Linked DNA regions of Gossypium hirsutum: region 2 is linked to region 1. A link is a contact called in public Hi-C data. All regions are on one chromosome and are shown on one strand. Each heading gives the region's core, a stretch centred on a gene start, on an enhancer-like site or on the middle of the called end of the contact. The rest is flanking DNA. Distances are from core to core; before and after follow the strand shown.

Region 1 (3,498 bases), core at 88-2,587:
TAGTAGAAAAAAATGTAAAAGAATGTACAATTATATAAATTTCAGAGTTTCTCCTCATTTATTAGTATTATTATATTTTATGGTCCTCTATCCTAGAAATAAATAAGAAAACTTTTATCACATTATAATTACAAGTTTCATGCAGCTGCATGTTTATAGATATTAGACACGTGTAATAAATCTAGGATTTAGTTAATTGTTAGAGATGCCACCTAGAAATAGAATACGAAGAATCATGTAGCAATCCTGCGGTGAAGCAAGCAGCAAAGTTCTCATCTCATTTCATGGGAATCACATGGGCCGGCAACCCGCCCCAGGCGGAGCCCATAGAAAACCACGCACGTGACCCCACATGCTCCCAAGTAAAACCTGGAACACAACCCCCCGTCGTTTTGTTTGAAAGGAAAATAAAGGGATCCTTAAACCTCGATTTAATTGAACAGATTGAAAAGATTTAAATTCTTACTCAAATGAATCCTCCTAGGTTCAATTCCAATTAATTTTTCCAATCATAAGCTTGTGAGTTATTTGTGTCATATGGTATTCAAGTCCTTTGGTGACCCAATTGTTGTGAAATTTTGATTGTTTCATTGCATCTTGTCAAAGCTGTTTCTCTTTTGTCACAGTAGCAATGAACACTCCTTTCTCCCACTTTCTTTGTTGATTGTAACTAAATTAGTATTGTTCGAAATAAAATTCAGAGGAAGGGGCCCTCAACAGCTGTTCACTTCAATTTTTAATTCCCTTTTCTCCCCGAAACTCAACTTCGGATCAGATGGGACTTTTTATCTCATAGCCTTTTCTGCAGAACACAGCATGGGTACACAGAAACAACCAAATCCATTTGCTGCCTTTGCCCATAACTTGCAATCCTTCCAATCCTTGGAACTTTTAGGGAACATCCCCTTTTCCTTTATTTATATGTATATCAATTTTATTTTAATGCAATAACTAAATATTTGTGGTTCCCCTTCTTTTCCTTTTTAAATATATATATATCAATTTTATTTTACTACAAGAGCTAAATTTTTGTGGTTCGGAGGATGTTAGAGAATTCATTTATGGATATATATCAATTGAGTCTTAATTCAATTGATATGGACATTGTTGACGATGTAAGAAGACATGAGTTTGAGTGTACTGAAGCGCATCATCCTCTTATTTATGAGTTGAGAAAGAACTACGTATAGCTATAAATATTGTGTAGAAAAAAATTAGATGGGATTAGGACCTATAATGAAATTCTTAAAACCAAAAAAAACAAACAGCCATCCATCTAATTCTTTTAGGTTTTAATATTTTAAATATCCTTTCATATTTTAATTCCACTTCGAGTTAAGAACTCCTCATCAATTTATCAAATAATGATAATAATTATCTTTAAAAGTAATTAATCTTTTTTAAAACATTATTTTTTATAGTAAATATCCTTTTTAACTATTTCACTCATTTCTTAAATTTATTTATTTATCTATTAAAAATCTTATCACACTCATATACGTATGAAAATCATAAATTTAGAATACAAATGCGTGTTTAAAAATAACATACAATAAATAATGAAACATGTGTCTTGAAATTAATTAATAATAACACGTGAAATATGCATAATATTATAATTAAAAAAATAAGATTTAATTGTTTATCATTGTGTTGTCACCAATCTTGAGTTAGTGTCGAGTTAAGTTATAACACAAATTCAATCAAATACATTATTAATATATACAGCTGATGTAGATAAGATGTTGTGCGTATTAAAATAAAATTGTATAAAAAAAATGAAAATAAAACTTTGGTTGAGTGGTAATCTAAGATTTTACTAGTTTAATTTGTGGGGTTTCAAGACTCAGCATAAGCATATTTTTATTGATTTATGTTAAAATGAAAATATTAAAATATTCTTAAATAATAAAACTTATTTTAATTACGGAAATGTATTTTTATAAATTTCTATTTTAGTATTTTTATTTTTTTTAAAACTAATAAAAATTTACATATAGTTGGGTCCGAACACATGCTATTTACATCAATAAAACATTAATTTTATCATTAAACTAAAATTTTATTTTAATATAATATTATTTATATTTTAATTGTATAGTGCACATTTTATTACATCCATCAATAGTATATATTAAAATGTTATTAATTTAGTTGGCAACACTAATTTGATATTGATGACAATACTATGATAAATAATTATTGTATATTTAATATTATTAATATGATGTATTTACTTGATTAAATTTTATTTTGTTTATAATTTAATCTATTTTTTATTTAAAATTTTATGAGTTATTATTAATTAATTTTTAAATATCACTTTATTCGGAAATCCGTACAATTGCATGCGGGTCCCAACCCGAAGTTACTTGCTCTAACAGGTGGCAGCACGACCTTTCTTAATCATCCTTTTAACGTGACCCCATAAAAAGATATAAAAAAGTGTTCCAGTCTTCACCAAAGCCGACGCCACGCTCATGCCTAAGCTCACGCTCCTATTTACACTTGTCCCCATCTCATTCTCTTCAAGTCAACTACCGTCACCACATCTAACGGCTCCTACTTATCTATATTAATGCAAAGCTTCCCCCTCCAAAGGCCTAATCTCTAACTGACACTACAAAGTTTGACAAAACAAAGTCGAGAATCAAAAGCTCTTCCAGTTATGAAAGCTGCTATCTTGAGAGCGGGTTCACTTCCGGTCACCTCATCAGCTCTGCCCGGTTCTCCCAAGCTTTCTCTTTCTCGTCAAAGCTCTTTCGGTGCAGTTTTCCCCGGTGAGAGATCTGGCTTCTCTCTTAGCTCTCCGATAGTATCGTTGCATTTCCCTATGGATAAACGGAAGCCAAAGGAATCTCGCGCGCAAATAAGGCGAGCTTTGTCTGAGACTGATATTATCAAGTCGGAGACTCGGGTTCCTGGTGGATCTCGGTGTTTTACGGCGGGGATACCGGAGGAGGAGTATGTGTCGGATTATGAAATAGACGGCGGATTCCGAACGGAATTCGGGATCTCGATGGAAGAAATTGGATTTTCCGGTGATGGATTTGGAACTGGCGGGAAAATCGGCGGTGATAACGGAGATGATCCGTACGGTGATAAGAGGAAGATGGGCGATTATTATCGTGAAATGTTGAAACTAAACCCCGGTGATCCACTTCTTTTGAGAAACTACGGCAGGTTCTTACACGAGGTAAAAAAGTTTGACATCAATAATACATAGAAAAGTTTTTATCTTTTGAAAATCTGATGGATATTGCATTATGGTTTTGCAGGTGGAAAAGGATATGGAGAGAGCAGAGGAGTATTACGGGAGAGCTATCTTAGCCAGCCCCGGAGATGGGGAAGTTTTGTCTTTGTATGGGGACCTAATCTGGGAACGACACAGAGACGAGAGCCGTGCTAAGTCTTACTTCGACCGAGCCGTCACTGCTTCTCCTGATGACTGGTAATTATGCTTCATTTTCTCAAGGCTCCATACTTGAATATATTTTC
Region 2 (3,455 bases), core at 293-2,792, 160 kb before region 1:
TTAACTATTAATTATTTCGATTTAATTATTCAATTTTTTGAAATAAAATATTTTAATCAATCTCCCGTTAGCAAGCTAATCAAAGTCCAACGTGAGCTTTTCTTTATTGCTTACACAAATATTACAGTAATAAACAATTAAAGTATATTTAATATTTTTAATTTAATAAATTATCTATTTAAAATTTGTTCACTCGCAATTTAAATTATTATTATGATTTAGTTTAAGTACATGTATGTTGTTAACCTCGTTCCTTCTCATTGTATGAGACTTGTTGTAACTTCCTCATTACATATATATTTTTTGAAACGAGTCCATAATAACATCCACGTTGGAAGGGTCGTTAATTAAATATGGTTTTAGGGGATGCCAAGCACCAATCAAGGATATCACTGGTTACAATAAACCTGGTAGGTTTTTAATTTAAATTTTTTATAATTTATAAAATTTTAAATTATTGATAATAAAATTATATTTTAATTTCTTTTAAAAATTATAAAAAAAACATACTATTAAAATAATAAAACTATTACAAAAATATAAAATTTAATTCCACAGAATAGAAAACAAAGAAACTTCGTATAAAACCAATTGTAACCATACAATTTATTTGATTCAAACTGCACTTTAAAGGAGCAAATTAATCATCAGAGGTGATAAATGATGCAATATCATGAAGAATACTACCGCTTCCTGGAGCCCCATCCTCTTTTCCCTCTTTATCCCCAAACTCCGCCAAACCCACCTTCCCTTTCCTCTCCCACAACTTTTCCCCGAAACTCCGATGAGCGAAATAACCTTGCGCCGCCACCAAGACGCTATCTTTCCCTTCTTCGCACACTTGAATGGGTAATCGCTCGTAGTGTCCGATACTGGTGCCTTCCAGTTCATCCACTCGTACTAGTCCCTGAGCGGACACAGGGTACAACTCGCCCTTCACTCGATGACCGCATCCAGGGTGGTTGATGAGGTAGGGGATGCCGTGTGGGCCTATAACAAGTGGGTGGGATTGATGGATCACATAGGGTCCTAAAAAATTAGCGTCTTTTTTGCGGATAAGGTCTTGCATTAGGAAATGGTTTTGATGGCCTTGTTTCAAAGTTCCATTGCAGAAGAGCAGCGTCCTACTGGCTTCAGCCATGGAGATCGGCGGGCGAAACAGAGAAAAAAAGGAAGATGGTTTAGATGAGAAAAGTGTGAATAAAAAACGCTATTTCCTTGTTCGGACGGCATTGCGATGGGCTAAAAGCCCTCTTGAATGAAACCAATCCAGGATTCAAAACCCATTTAGGGAAAGAAAAGCCTGCCCAACTTTTATGAATATGCCCAATCCAAGATTCATACCTCAAATCTTGAATGTGAGAGATGATTTAAGCAAAAAAAAAAAAACAATGGATAGTCAAATAGATGATGGTTTTGACCAAAGATGCTGGGTGCTCTTGAGTCCCTTGGCAAAGCGCGTTATCCAACATCTAGAAAAACCTCCGATCGGCAATTTAATTAATTAAATTAGAACCATCTACGCCACTCTCCACTTACTTTGGCTTCACCTGATACCCACTCCAATTCATTTATTGTTATTTAATAAGGAAAAAAGGAAATAGCATTCGTGTGCGTATGTCTGTCGCCATTCGAATTGGCACGAGTCCCTAAAATGCGCTACTGAATTAAAAAAGAAAAAAATGAAACTGAAAGCGATAGATATAGATGTCTGATGTGAAACATCCAATGAAACAAAGAAGCTACAGTGAAATTTATCTGTGTGGACAAATACCAAAAGGGGACCTCCAAGTTCTATGCCCCCACATGACATGCCTTACATCCCATGTTCCAGTCCTCAAAATTTGTGAACTAAATGATAGGCTTCCTTTCTCCTCCTCTTTGCTTCACTTCACCCACAATTTGCTTTGATTTCAACGCCTCATATATTAGATATTTTATGCACTCTAATATTATCCTAACTCCATCAAATTCCACATCCTCACATACCCAAAAGATAAAAAAAAAAAAAGGTAATCACATTGAAAGATTGGTGGAGGATGCAAACTATACAAAGAGACAATGGAGAGATGCAACTGTGGTGGTGCAGAAAGGCATGTTCCTATGTACATTCTTGCCTGTACATTGTACACTGCCCAAACAAATATCCCCTCCATTGCATCGGTTTATGTGTAATCTCGGTTTAATTTATACACCACGCACGCTTTATCGCTTTGCTTGCATTGTATCTGATCAACTTCTCCTAAATTCTATATAGGTTGCCATGATATGGTAGGGCAACAATACTACAAACCTACAACACTGCATCATTAAGTTTTCAGCTCTTTGTTTTGGTTTGTTGTTCAAGTTACCGAAGACTACCCCTCCAAGATTTTGAATATATAGTCGGAAAGCTAGCTTCATTCATGGTTAAAGATGTAGGTTCAAGTAATAAGTTGATGGAATAAGTATCTTTGGGAGAGCTTTGTACTTCTTTTTAGGAATCCCACTTGACTTTAGTTTTAGTCATATTCTAATGTGACTATTGAATATAGAGAGGACTTAGATAAAAAAACAACAACAACAAAATCTTTAGATTCAAGCTTTGTAGATGAAAAAATAATTTTAAAAGAATTTTGCCTTCCATTTAAAGATCCAACTTGATTTGACTTCTAATTTATTCAAGTTTTAATGTGACTCTTGGATAATTGGAGACCCCAGACAAAAAAGAAAAAAAAACAAGTTGTAGACCAAGATACCAAAATGTAAATTATTAAATTTATTGTTCATATAATGGTAAAAATATGAGTTGAAGGAGAAAGGCCAACAATGGAGGAAATACAATTCATCCAATAAGGGAAAAGAGTCCTAAGATGAAGATAGGGAGGAATAGTTGAAGCACCAAAAGAAGAGGATGAGTAGAGAGAGAGAGAGGCTCATTGTTAAGGAGTAGGAAAAGTATATATAAGGGTTAACTTCTTACGTCACATATAATTTCATAATAGATCAATTTGTCTTTCATTGATTTCTTGTTAAATTATCAATGTAACATGAGATGTCCGTGACAAGTGGTAAATGTCTCGTTAAAGTTGTTAGGTTATCAATCAAAAGAAATAATTGGCATGACAAGTGGTAAATGTCTCGTTAAAGTTGTTAGATTATCAATCAAAAGAAATGATTGGCAAACATAATCAACAGAACATGTTGAACGGGTTAAGAGGACAAAGGAAATAGAGGCAGCGGAAAATATATAGATGGTAAAATGGTCAAAGAAATCAGGGAATTAATGTTATTTTAAAACTCATGTAGTGAGTAGTGACGGTCACAAACGGGGAGGATTGCGGTAAAATTTTCCTGCATACTTAAAAGTTATTTAATTTCCCTTGTTTTCCACAATATCTTAACTAAAGATGACTGAAAAAACTCAAGAGCCTGACCGATAGGAAAACAAAATATATTTTATATGGTTGACTAAT

Evidence for each region. A called contact is a pair of places that touch in the nucleus more often than the background predicts.
Region 2: a Hi-C map of leaf shows a contact between it and region 1, with 2.2 times the contacts expected there. The contact joins the promoter of LOC121219876 here to the promoter of LOC107944256 in region 1. A contact is called at or near these places in 3 of 34 Hi-C or Micro-C datasets (all in leaf).

The regions. Positions count from the first base shown.
Region 1 is chrD08:56,188,244-56,191,741 of Gossypium_hirsutum_v2.1, reverse strand. LOC107944256 reads left to right here and starts at 1,337. Exons shown (of 3, transcript XM_016878077.2): 1 at 1,337-3,196; 2 at 3,279-3,451. The coding sequence starts at 2,669. It overlaps LOC107944255, which reads left to right. Exons shown (of 5, transcript XM_041098486.1): 5 at 702-968.
Region 2 is chrD08:56,345,578-56,349,032 of Gossypium_hirsutum_v2.1, reverse strand. LOC121219876 (putative gamma-glutamylcyclotransferase At3g02910) reads right to left here and starts at 1,542. Exons shown (of 1, transcript XM_041098489.1): 1 at 561-1,542. The coding sequence starts at 1,141. The coding sequence ends at 641.